2 separate regions of the Xenopus tropicalis genome follow, and region 2 is linked to region 1. Evidence: chromatin contacts called from public Hi-C data. All regions are on one chromosome and are shown on one strand. Each heading gives the region's core, a stretch centred on a gene start, on an enhancer-like site or on the middle of the called end of the contact. The rest is flanking DNA. Distances are from core to core; before and after follow the strand shown.

Region 1 (6,446 bases), core at 1,795-4,294:
TTCAGAATAAAGTAGGCTGATTATCAGATACCGTGAATACTAAAAAAATAAATCTCGGTACTAAGAAAGCAAATAACTAGAAATCTATGTAAACAGATAAAAATAATAGTTACATAGTTACTGTTATGCGTAGCTGTTTGCATGTTAAAAAATGTGTAAAATTATTCAAGAGATTAATTTTCAACAGTAATATTTACTTGTCATACAGTTTATTACATATGTGTTTAAAGGAATACTGTCATGGGAAAACATGTTTTTATTTTAAACCCATCAGTTAATAAAGCTTCTCCAGCAGAATCCTGCATTGAAATCCTTTTTCAAAAACACAAACAGATTTTTTATATTTAATTTTGAAATTTCACATGGGGCTAGCCATATTCTACATTTCCCAGGGTGCTGCAGCCATCTGGCCTGTGCTCTGATAAACTTCACACTTTACTGCTGAGCTGCAAGTTGGAGTGATATCCTCCCCCTCCCAGCAGCCGATCAGCAGAACAATGGGAAGAGAGCAAGATAGCAGCTCCCAGTAGGTATCAGAATAGCACTCAATAGTAAGGAATCAAGTCCAAGTCCTCCAGTTACATGGGAGTAGGAGAAACAATAGGTTACCTGAAAACAGTTCTAATGTGTAGCGCTGGCTCCTTCAGAAAGCTCAGGCACAATGCACTGATATGGCGCCTACACACTAATGTTACAGCTAAAAAATTACCTTTGTTGGTTCAAGAATAACATTTTAATTGGTAAAGTGAATTATTTGCTATGTAAACAGTGTAATTTAGAAATAAAAAGTTCAACACAAAAATCACGATATCAGCTATTGTTTTCATGAATGAAAGTAACATTTTATTTGTTTTAGTGGTATCTGGCTCCTCCTCAAGTTCCAAATATGATCCTGATATTCTAAAAGCTGAAATTGCAACAACAAAATCCAGGGTATGTTAAATATTCTATCTTCTGTTTTAATGGATTTTGATTGACATGTTTTTATTTTTGGGGGGTTTTGCTACTTGTTTACCCTAAAGGGGATTAGGTGGGGGGTTCCAGCTGCACAGCCTGTACATGGGCCCTGGCCCTTATACTGTAGTTACATTATTGAAGGGAATCTGTTATGGCCTGCTTATATGTAATTTTGAATACATCAGTTTTTGCAAATAATGAATTGTACTTTATTTAATCCATTTGTAGGAAGTACGGCCATATTTTAAAATCCATGTCATGGGGGTTGGGGGCAACCAATTATATTCCTTGCAAGGAATAAACATGTTCAGTTTAGGTTCTTGTTATCTCAAAAAATAAAAAAACCCAAAGATTTTTTGCAGTTAAAACCATGTGTGCACTGGTGGGACCTAATATGGAGTGGCTTCAGTTACCCTGTTTGTCCTGATTCATGATTAAAACAATAGGCAGATAGAATATTCAGCACAAAGATTTATACATTGAACTTGAAAAAAGGGATATACAGCCCGTTTAACATTCCTGCAAAAACAGTTGCATCAAGTAAAAAAAAAATATGAAAATGATTAAGATAAGACTCATCAGCAGCACAATGGCCAGGTAGCAAGATAACAGCTCCCTGACATCTGCATTGCTAAAAATGCTTCAGCGCGCCATCAAGTGGTAGATATTAGAATAGCACTCAATAGTAAAATCTAAGTCCAGTTTAGCCAAGTCATGACAATGAGTAGGATAAACAATAGGTTACCTAAAAGCAGTTCTATTGTTTAGTGCTGGCTCTTTCTAAAAGCTCAGAATCAGGCACAAAGCACTGAGATGTCTGCCTACCAATAACAATTGAAAAAAATACATAAGAATAAAACTTTAAATATATATAAATATATATAAGTATAGTTGGTGCCTATGGAACCACTGCCTAATAGGTACTTTGTCTTACAGGTGAACAAACTAAAAAGAGAAATGGTCTTTCTGCGACAAGAACTCCAGTATAAAGAAAATGGCTACCAAACTCTCAAAGAGTAGGAATTATTTTTTATCTTACCTGTGTTTTATGGAAGATAACCCATCTTAACTTGCCTTATATTTCATAAAGTATTTCTATAGTGCGTATATCTTGCCCAAGATCTCGGTCACTGGGAGTAACTGATGGAAGTTGTTGTAAGAGAGTAGGGTTATTTATGAAACCTCTGGCACAATTCCAGCACTTGTGCCAATGGTTACATCAATGACCCTACACTTCTTACAACATCTTCCATCAATTACCTAAAGGATACAAAAACAGGCTCTTTAGGAAGCCATTCACTTGGCATATGCACCATTTAGTTATGCAACACTAATCTCACTCTGCACCTTTGATGGCATATCCCAAACAAGCACAGAGAGTGGTGCAAGGGAGACTTTGCCAAACATTGGGCAAGTACAGGGCTGTGAAAAGCCTTGTTCCTGCTGGGGCTACTGTCAAATACATGGCACATGTAGGGGGATCAGACAAGGGCATTGATTGTCTTTTCAAAATGCCACTTGGACTAAGCGACAAAGGTGCACACCCCCCTGATTAGTGATATATTCAGACATTTAGGTCAGATTTAAAAATTATTTAAAAATAGTGATATTCTGAAAATATGAAGAAAAACATCCTCAACAAATTAAATTAGTGTTTTTTTCAGTAGCCTACAGAAGACGTTTTCCCAAACAAATCCTGCATGGAAATCTTTTTCACTGTTTTCCCTTGCCGGATTTTCTTTGACATCACACTTTCAAAACAAAAGAAAATAAATCTGCGAGTGAGATATTTCAGCAAGTAGCTAGGATGTGACATTTTAGAGGAGATCAAGCTGAAAGAAAGGATTAGCAGGGCTTGTTTTGATCTTAAGGCAGCTGACATTTCTGTGCTTAACAAGGTCTTGTAGCACTAGCAACCCTTTCATTTCTCACTATTAGAATTTCTGGTGCGGCTCCCATATAAATACTATTTTTTTTTTTTTTATTAGCAAGTTGCCATCTAACATTACAGAAGTATGTCCCAGATGGGTATAGGAAGAATGTACTTGACTGTTCATAATCGCCTGCTAAACCTGTTCCACAGCTCTGCTGAGCTCTCTTAGCATTTACGCCTTTCGTTTGGCTGCAGGAATGTGTGTTGAAACAGTGGAATAACAATTCTGGCAATTTAAATCTTAGGCTAACCTGATTATATAACAAAGGTGGCCAGTGTGGGGATTATCAAACTGGCAATTAGAATGAGAGTACAAGTCACCACTTACTCTACTCACCATATCATAGAGCTGTTTTATCTTAAGATCTTAAAGATGGATAAATCCAAGCTGTTTTTTCTGTAGCATTATATAGGGTTTCAGTACATTTTCCATTACTTGGTAGAACTAAAACTACACTATGATTTAGGTGATTTTTTTTTTCCTGCTTTACTTTTTTGCCATTTAACTTGTAATGTTGAATAGACACCCACTCGGCCTCCTCTCTTAGGAACTGATTTTGACTGTTGACTACTGAGCATGCTCAGTTCTTCTTAGCTCAGGTTACTAAACACACTTCCAGTCTAGCAGCCAATAAAGAGATGGCATCACTTTACACTCTGCTGGAGAAACATGTTTATGTATCACAGGGAAAATGGCCGCCAGGTGAAAGCTGCTATTTGTTTTAGAAATATGTGATGGTGCTGGTGACCAGTGGGAATAAATGCAGTGCAAATAATGCAGATTGGGTGGGGGAGATGTGCCCAACCTTTATATATGGTAGGAAAATGTAGTGTTTACGTATCCTTTAAAATGGTATATTCTACTCATTTATGTGTCAGGTAGTAGATATAGCATTCATGGAACACCATGAATGCACCGAATCCTGGATTTAGTTCGGTATTCGGTCAGATCCAGGCTTAAGGTAGTGGTGGTGCAATTTTTCAATAATTCCTTATCCAGAAAACCTCAGGTCCTAAGCATGCTGGATAATATATCCTATGCCTCTAATACAATGATAAGGAGCTTCAGCTGGGGTTTGTGACCAGTGCTGGGCCTAGCTGGCCAGGCGCCCTAGGTGACCCACCTCTCTCCCTCCCCTCACTGTCGTGCACGCATATGACAGTGAGAGAAGGGGGAGCGCAATGCACCAGGACAAGTGCTATGAGCAAGGACAGTAATGGGCCAGCAGTGAGACAAGGGCATGGAGTAGGGGAGTAAAAGAGATACATGCCTAGCCTTCCCCCCAGCATTGTTCCCTAGGATGTGCCTCTTCTGCTTACCCCTAGTTCTGGCCTTGTTTGTGACTTCTAATATACCTGCAGTTTGATACCTTGAATAAGTGTTGGTTGGGCTTACGTTATTCTCTGTAAAAGCTGAGGCCAAGGTGACATGTTATATGGTTTTAAATAATTACAGCCCTGATATGACAACTCTGTTTCCAAGGACATGACGACTGTGGCCACACCTGGACTATCTGCATATCCTCTCTCTTCCCATCTTATATATAGCACAAGGGCAATGATGCATCATTAGAAGAATTCTTCACAGGCTAACTTAGTAACATCTGTTATTGATAGTTCTTTGCAGAAGCCAGTACAACAAACGCATGAGCCAATGATATGGGGATACCAGGCTTACCAGTTTTCTAAAAGAATCTTACTGGCTGGTGGGGAAGTGGGTACGAAAGGGGGCAGGGTAATGACTTAAAAGGGCATGGCGGGGACACATAGACAGTAGGAGAGCTGGCTAGATTGGGGAAAGAAATAAGTAGGATTAGGGCAGATCAAGGGCAGACCAGGGGCTAAAATTAAGGATATTACAAATTTACAGACTACAAACTACAATAGTAGTAATTTTGTAATACCAGCCTCATCCTTGCCAGGTGTTTTACCAGCTTGGCCCTATGTCATTGTGTTAGTTTGTAAATTAAAATGTATTGGGCTGCTCTACCTATGGCCATGAAAAGCAGCCTTGAGAAGATGAAATTTGCTTTCCCCTTAACCCGTGGCTCCTAGATACCTTATAAACTGCCAATGCGTGGCCAGGTAGAACTACAATTATGCAATCTTACTATCTGTTTAAGAAGAAAGTAGTCGAATACGAGCCATATTTAAAAAAAAAAAGGAATATTTAAAATTTTTTATTTCATTTCAGCTTCATAGTCATAATATTTATGCGCATTTTTTTGTGGAGGGCCTACTCAGTTTTCTATATATATTAGGGATAGAGAGACACAAAAAATACAGTTCTTGCAATGTATAATATTGAAATTTACAGCTCACAAAGAAAATACAAAAATGCATAATTATATGAATATTTGTATGTTTCCAACTGTATATCTGTGTATACAAATGAAAGCTGATGCATTCTGTACAGACACCAGTACTGCAATCTGTAACAGATGGGGTTGTTATTCAGTTCACTTAGAAAGAATTCTTCAAATGGTGCTGCTACTGTTCATTTGGATGTATGCTAGTTGTACATAGAGTAAATTTGTAAAACTTGCTCTTATATTTTACTGTCTGTTAAGGTAAAACAAATGGAAGATTAACACTAGTTATGCATAGGGACATTTTACCTTAAGGTTGGTAAACTGTGCATTTGGTTGACACTTGGGTTTGGAGTATGCTCCCATTTGGCACATATTCTGTTTATGTGGTCTTTATCTGTTTTTATAGTACAATGGGCTTGTTAGCTTGGAATCTTTGTATTTCAGGTATTGCGTTAGAGTAAAAGGTTGTTCTTTTTATACCATTCCTGAGCCAAAAAGCATGTCACACCTTGGCCTTAGTTCCTTTATATTTCTTATAACATTAAGGACACACAAATTGCTCTAAATATTTACAGTTTTAATCAAGGATAGACCTCATTAATATGTTTCTTTTAAACAGGATTGACTTAAAAATGTCTAAAAATCATTGCGCTTATAAACTTGATGAAGCCCAAGCTATCCTGAATGAGATGAAAACTATCAAAAAGGCAATTACTTCTGGCGAACGAGAGAAACTAGACCTAATTCAGGTAATTTATTAAAAAGAACCAAACACTATAATATTGACTGGATATCAATTACGACATTATTATAAACCATTACAGATATAATCAAAGCAAGGTATAATAATATGCACCTGCATGTATGTTTAATGACTGTCAGTAAACCGTGGCCTTGGTTTCTTTTCTTAGAGTCTTGCTGAATTAAAAAATGGATTCCTCGTTGACAAAGGATCACAATCAGACCTCTGGGCCAGCAATACTTCTTTAGCATCTTCAGCTAATTCTCTGTCCAGGCAGTATCTCAATGTCAGCTCTCAAACAGATATTTCAGGAAATGTAAGTGCTAAATTTCTTTTCTGATTTTTCTCTCTTTATACCTTAGAAATGTCCCTTTTTTACTTCCAAAATAAAGCAATTAACATTCACAGCTAGACTGCACTTTAAGGTTGGGACAGTCTGCACAACCATTCAACACCAAATACATCTAGTTATAGTGCATACTGTTAATATACAAAAGAGCTT
Region 2 (5,938 bases), core at 3,038-5,537, 48 kb before region 1:
ACAAGTGTTGAAACTTATTTCTAGGTGAAGCTTTGCAGTATTTAAGTCACTTCTGTAAATGGTATACAATTTTACTATAAAGACACAAAAGTAATTTTGCCCTCCAGCACTTTTCCAAAATAGGAAAAATTTATTTTGTATATAGAGAATATAGGGAAATTCCAGAAAAGGAAAGTCAGTAATTGGATATACAAAAACAGGACCAGCACACAGAAGTACTTGCCTGGCGATGTTGTCGAAACACCTGACAAAGGGATATGCCCCCAAAATGTTTTGTTTCCACTCTTTACTAATAAATCACAGGGAAACATTCACAGGCAAGTGTTTTTGTGAGCCGGACCTGTTTTCATATAGACATTGAGGAGGGTGTCGATTTCTCCCAGTACTGTAGCACCGGGTAGCCAAGACAGGGTGTGTCTGCAAACTTTGTATAGTAAAGTCAGTAGGTGGACCCCTGAGTATGCAGAGCTCTAGAAAAGCTTGCTTGGTTATATAATATTGTAATATTGCAAGGTGCCTGTTTACTAGACAGGATTGCCATATAATACCTGCCTTCACAATAAAATAATCAGCTTAGGTTTGAACACCAAGTAAACACCTTATGAATACAGCATTGCCAAACACAGGCAGATCTGCATTCAAAGTGAGGCCCAGTTCTCTAGGAAAACAAAAAGTTGTGCCTCAGGGTGGAACCTGCAAGGCAAGGTGCAAAGTGCAAATAAAGGAGGGTGATTTGGGCCTGTTCTTGCACTTTGCTGCAACCTCCTGAATGAAGAACCCTGTCTCCAAGAATATTCGACAGCATAAATTCTACAGCACATGTTGCTAACCACCCCCTTTGATGTTGCTCCCAGCAGGGGAGCTGCTACTATCAGCGGCGGATTTCAACCCAAAGCTACCCCCATTCTGCGCCCCCAGTGAATTCTGCTTTAAGTTAAGTGTTAGTCCCACTATATTGAGGCTGCTGTGAATATGGCAGGTATGCTTGACTGCCACACACATTGATTACACAGACAAACGGCATACTCTTGCTATAATGGTAAAAAAAGGTGTGAGTGTTCCTGTTGTTGCTTTCTAATATTAAATATAAGTCAGCCTGCAGATAAGTGGATACGTGCCTGCACCCAGAAGCATTGATTCCGGGTGGGTGCAGGCACACATAGGCGATGTCTGCCAACTAACACGAGACTTGGCGTTTGTTGGAGAATATCAACTGTGTGGGCCTGCGGCTGGGTAGATTCAATGCTTCTGGGTACAAGCACGGGAAGATTTTCTAAGCGTACAGGCATAGTGTCAGTCTGTGCTTATCTGCACGCTGACAATATCCCTTGTGTGACCTTGCCCCAAGGCTAGGGCCCCAATTACCAGTTTACTTTGTGAGCTGCCCAGTGATGTAATCTGCCACATTTATGGTGCTATGCTGGAGGAGCTTATCCCCATGGGTGGTTTTAATGAACTATGGAAAAATAAACCTAGTCAGTTACATGGCTTTAAATACTTTATCTAGTTTGGGGACATCAATTTACTCTCAAACACTGTTTGTAATGTTCCCTTAAAAAGAGTATAAAAGAGTCCCTATATCTTGCTGGATCCAGAGAACAACACCATGCTAGGGGTAGGGGGATCTGTTATCCAGAATGCTCGGGAACTGGGGACTTCCGTATAAGGGGTCTTTCTGTAGTTTAGATCTCCATGCTTTAAGTTTACTAAAAAAAATAATTTAAACATTAAATAAACCCAATAGGATTGCTTTGTTCCAATAAATATTAATTATATCTTAGTTGGGATCAAGTACAAGGTACTGTTTGAATATTATAGAGAAAAATTAGGATCATTTGTTTAAAATGGAGTCCATGGGTGATGGCCTTTCCGTAATTCTGAACTTTCTGGATAACGGATCCTGTACCTGTAGTACATAAATAGATGTGTTGGTGAAATAATCTAAATTATTAGAATTTAAAATGCAGCCAAAAAATTTGTGAAATCAGTAAAGCAGTCCTATCTCATGACAGTTTCCCAGATTCACTTTTATGGTAGCTTATCTCCTAACAGCAGGTATGTTTATTCAGGTGCTAACAGGTCCCACCTGCCCCATTATCCTCATTAAAAACAAAAGGATCTCTTTGATAGCACTCAGTTTTTACAGGGATCACTACATTACATTTAAATGCATTTAAAAAAGGAGGATAATATTGAGGGCAGGTGGTAGAACAGCCAGGACCTGGCTAAAGGTGGCCATACTTGGCGAGCGGATCTTCTGCCGATATCCCCACCTACGGGTGGCCGCTATCAGGTGAATTTAGGCTAATTATAACGTCTGTAATGAGCACATCGGCTCGTTTATGCGGTCCCCGATCCAAGTAAATTTTTTAACCAGCCCGATCAATATCTGGCCGATTTCATCGTTGCTGCCCCTACAGGGGCCGATAAGCTGCCGAATTGGTCTAAGGGACCAATATCGGCAGCTACAATGGACCCACGTATGGCCACCTTAAGTTAAAATGTATATGAAGCAGAGAATTACATATAGCTGAAAGCGCAAGACTGACTTCTGTATGTAAAGCTAATATGATATGTAGCAGGACTGAGGCTATAGACTCGTACGGTAGATATGGACAGAGGATAAAGAATGACTTATGAAAGAGAGTGAACGTAGGAGCCTTGGCCATGATGTCGCAAGGGGGAGCTCTGTGGTATGAGAGAGCTGATCTCTGAGGGAGCACACAGCCCAGCACTAAATGGTGGATTAAGGGAAAGGATGTAAAAGGGCAATATTTACTGATATATATTCCAGTTTGGTAAAATTCTTTAATAAGAATTAAAGAATAATAATGCACTTTTGCACAGTAAGTGGGAAGTGAGAGGGGTGGTTGGGGAGGTTCATTTTACTCTAGGGGTTCATCCAAGTCTCACAGCTGTAGGTCAGTCTATGTATCTCCCCAAACAAAAAAGTCACCTTCAGCCTATGATTTTAGGTAATAATTCAAATAAACAGAAGGTAAATAGTTTATTTTTGTTTCATTTTAAACCAGTTATCTTAAGGGATATTGCTATAGGAGTACCTTGTGGCCATAAAATAAATAAAACACAAAACAAAAATGATGTAATACATATTTTTTATTAAAAAAAAACCACACACACAGAAATATGGAGCATGCTGCAAAATCACAGCTAAGCATAGCAATAATTATCTCAAAGAATGACATAACGTGGATGGTATAGTGTATGGCCAAAAGGATCATTTTCCTGAAAGCAAATAATTCTGCCGGTGTATGGCCAGGTTAAATCTGAAGCCCATAAGAATGATGGAGGAAGGCTGAGGCGTGACGCCACCCGGGGGCGGGGCCAGGGCATTTGCTTGAGGAGGGATGAAGGATGACATCACAGGTAGGAGGATGAATGGGGGAGCTGGGACCTGTCAGGAAAAAGTAGGAGAAGTTCGCATGATTGACATCGCAGGTAAGAAGGAGGAGGGATGAAGATGAATGGGCAGGCGGGACCTGCCAGCACGAAGTAAGAGGACTAACAGTCCTGGACTGTTACCAGCAGTGGGGCAGATTGTGAAAAGGCTTTCTTAGCAATAAGGGGCTTTTAAAGAGGCTGCACTTTGGGTTTCCAGTAAGCGTGTGAGCGCTGCATCCCGCAATCTTCAGCTCTCAGGGAAAAGGTGGGCTGGGCACCGCCGCGTCACGTGTCCCACTCCTGCTGCTCTCTCCGGAGTGCACGTCTATTACCTGGAATACAGTAATCACCTGGATGACGTTATTACTGTAGTTTCAGAAGCATCAGAGACCGAAAGCCAAGAAGCTGCCGGGGCAGCGACAAGCGAGAACAAGGGACGGGACGCTGTCTGTGGCCCCTTTGAGGAGCAGCCCGAATTGGAACACAGTTCATGGTTTGGAATCAGCCCGACTACCTGCTCGGAACTATTGCAGCACGTAGTGAGCCCCTGGATGAGCCGGACCCTGGCAAGGGATGAATTTCTGGCAGCTCATGCAGGAACCCGGAGCGTTTCGGCAAACATCGTCAGATGGTGGTGTGTGAAATCCTGAGCTGGTGGGGGATCAGTACATCGAGGGGAATCCGCCGGTGCAGTGCAGCTCTGGCTTGGCTGCAGGCTGCTATCACTAAGCCGGGAGTGGGGGGATCACCCCCTGGGTAGGAGAAACATAAGTGGCCCCAATGATCAACACTCAGGATTTTCCCTGGGGTACCCACCCCATTTATCCCTACTGATTGGAAAACTTAGGGATTCCACTGGAAATATTCATTTTGTGCCAGTACTTGGGATGCCCCTGGATTGCTTTGGCACAGGTGTTCTTCTTTTATACCCCTGTTTAGCAACTGGACTTTAGCATTCCTGCTTATTGCCCCTTAGGTAAAAAGCACCAATTCTGTTTTTATACTCCCTGACGGATTTAGAACCCCCTTTGGGCAAATTTATGGGGGACAGTGCCCTTTCTGGAGATGATAAGGAAGGAGCTCCCTCTGCCAGAAGGCTGGGAAGAAGCACGAGATGTGGATGGCAAAGTGTACTACATTGACCACACCAGCAAGACTACCAGCTGGATAGATCCTAGAGACAGGTATGGCCAAAATCCGACAATGTTTGCTAATGATGGGGTCACATAGAAGTTGCTAAATAGCACCACAAATTATGTTTATTGCAACTTAGCTACTACATCCAATCAGATGAGGCCACAAGGTCATGGCCTAGGCCTTTGTTCTACTATTCGTCCTAAGCATATGCATATTAAAGGGGATTTTAAAGCTACAATGCCGCCAAATGAAATTAAAAAAGTAATGCAAGCCAACTTTCCACTAAAGAGTCACAAAATATTTTTAGTGGTTTTCAGTTATTTGCAAATGCATTTGCTATTGAAAGCAGTTCTGTACTATTCTGCACTGCTGGTTCTGTCTCTTGAAAGAATGTAGCAGAAGCCAGCCTTGCAGGCTTCCTCATAGGCTCTGTTAGTCAGATAGCTTCTGCTACATTGTTTCAAGAGACAGAACCAGCAGTGCAGAATAGAACAGAATTGCTAAGGAGGAGAATAGAAAGGCACAGGCTGATAGTGATTTTAATAACAATTGAAATCCACTGAACATTTGCAATGACTGTATATTGGAAAGCTGCTTTGAACTACAACTTGTTTCATAAGTCAAAATATTATTGACATCCTCTTAAAGTACAGACTTGCAGCAGTACCAGCACAAACTCGTTGCACACACAATTAAATTGTATGTAGCTTAATCCCCCCTGAGAAAACCTACTAATGACTAGACTTTTAGCCCCTAATTCATTAAGCCTATGCATAGGCATAGTATAGTGATGGGCACCACAGTTATATAACCTTGGTTTCTCACCCAAATTGTGGCATCAGTCATTATTATGTTGTGCGCACATGTCGGCGCTATCTTAATAAAGGAAAATAATAATTCTTTATAAACAACGATTGGGTTGACAAGTTGTAGCTATTGTTCAACTACAACTTCCTACTATAAGTAAATACTATCCCATAACAGATGTAGTGAAGCATATTGGATGTTCCAGATATACTATGTATAATCTTAGGTCCCTGTTGCCTACACACACACTATTGTCCATTTTATTAGGAGCCAGGTAACTTCCCTGTATGTTTTTGGAGTGAGGAAGGAAACCCATGCATGCACGGGGAGAACATACAAAGATTTTACTGAGTGCCAGTGACCTGGCTGGTATCAAACCTATGATCTCAACATTGTAACTATAAACTAACCCCCACATGTGCTATAAAGACGCAAAAAGTTCCTCTAGGTGTAGTAACCGTACAGCAACCAATAAGATGTTCACAGGTGACCAGTAAATGCTTCCTCCTGATTGGTTGCTATAGGTGACTAGACCCATAGAAAACTTTGCACCTTTTGTTACATAACACTGTATGGGGCAGATTTACTAATG

The links. Hi-C and Micro-C count contacts between places; a contact is called where the count stands out from the background.
Region 2: a Hi-C map of gastrula embryo shows a contact between it and region 1, with 1.6 times the contacts expected there. The contact joins the promoter of wwc1 here to the enhancer-like site in region 1. A contact is called at or near these places in 2 of 5 Hi-C or Micro-C datasets (gastrula embryo and liver).

Annotation. Positions count from the first base shown.
Region 1 is chr3:33,635,264-33,641,709 of UCB_Xtro_10.0, reverse strand. wwc1 (WW and C2 domain containing 1) reads left to right here. Exons shown (of 23, transcript NM_001102742.1): 4 at 857-933; 5 at 1,894-1,973; 6 at 5,822-5,951; 7 at 6,114-6,260. Among named protein-coding and RNA genes, the nearest start is that of wwc1, 49 kb to the left of the region's middle. Within about 2 kb of position 3,044, at least 2 of the 11 cell types and tissues checked have an H3K27ac peak or open chromatin away from gene starts, as enhancers often do. A contact at or near this core is called in gastrula embryo, where this site is marked.
Region 2 is chr3:33,685,481-33,691,418 of UCB_Xtro_10.0, reverse strand. It overlaps wwc1 (WW and C2 domain containing 1), which reads left to right and starts at 4,287. Exons shown (of 23, transcript NM_001102742.1): 1 at 4,287-4,586. The coding sequence starts at 4,468.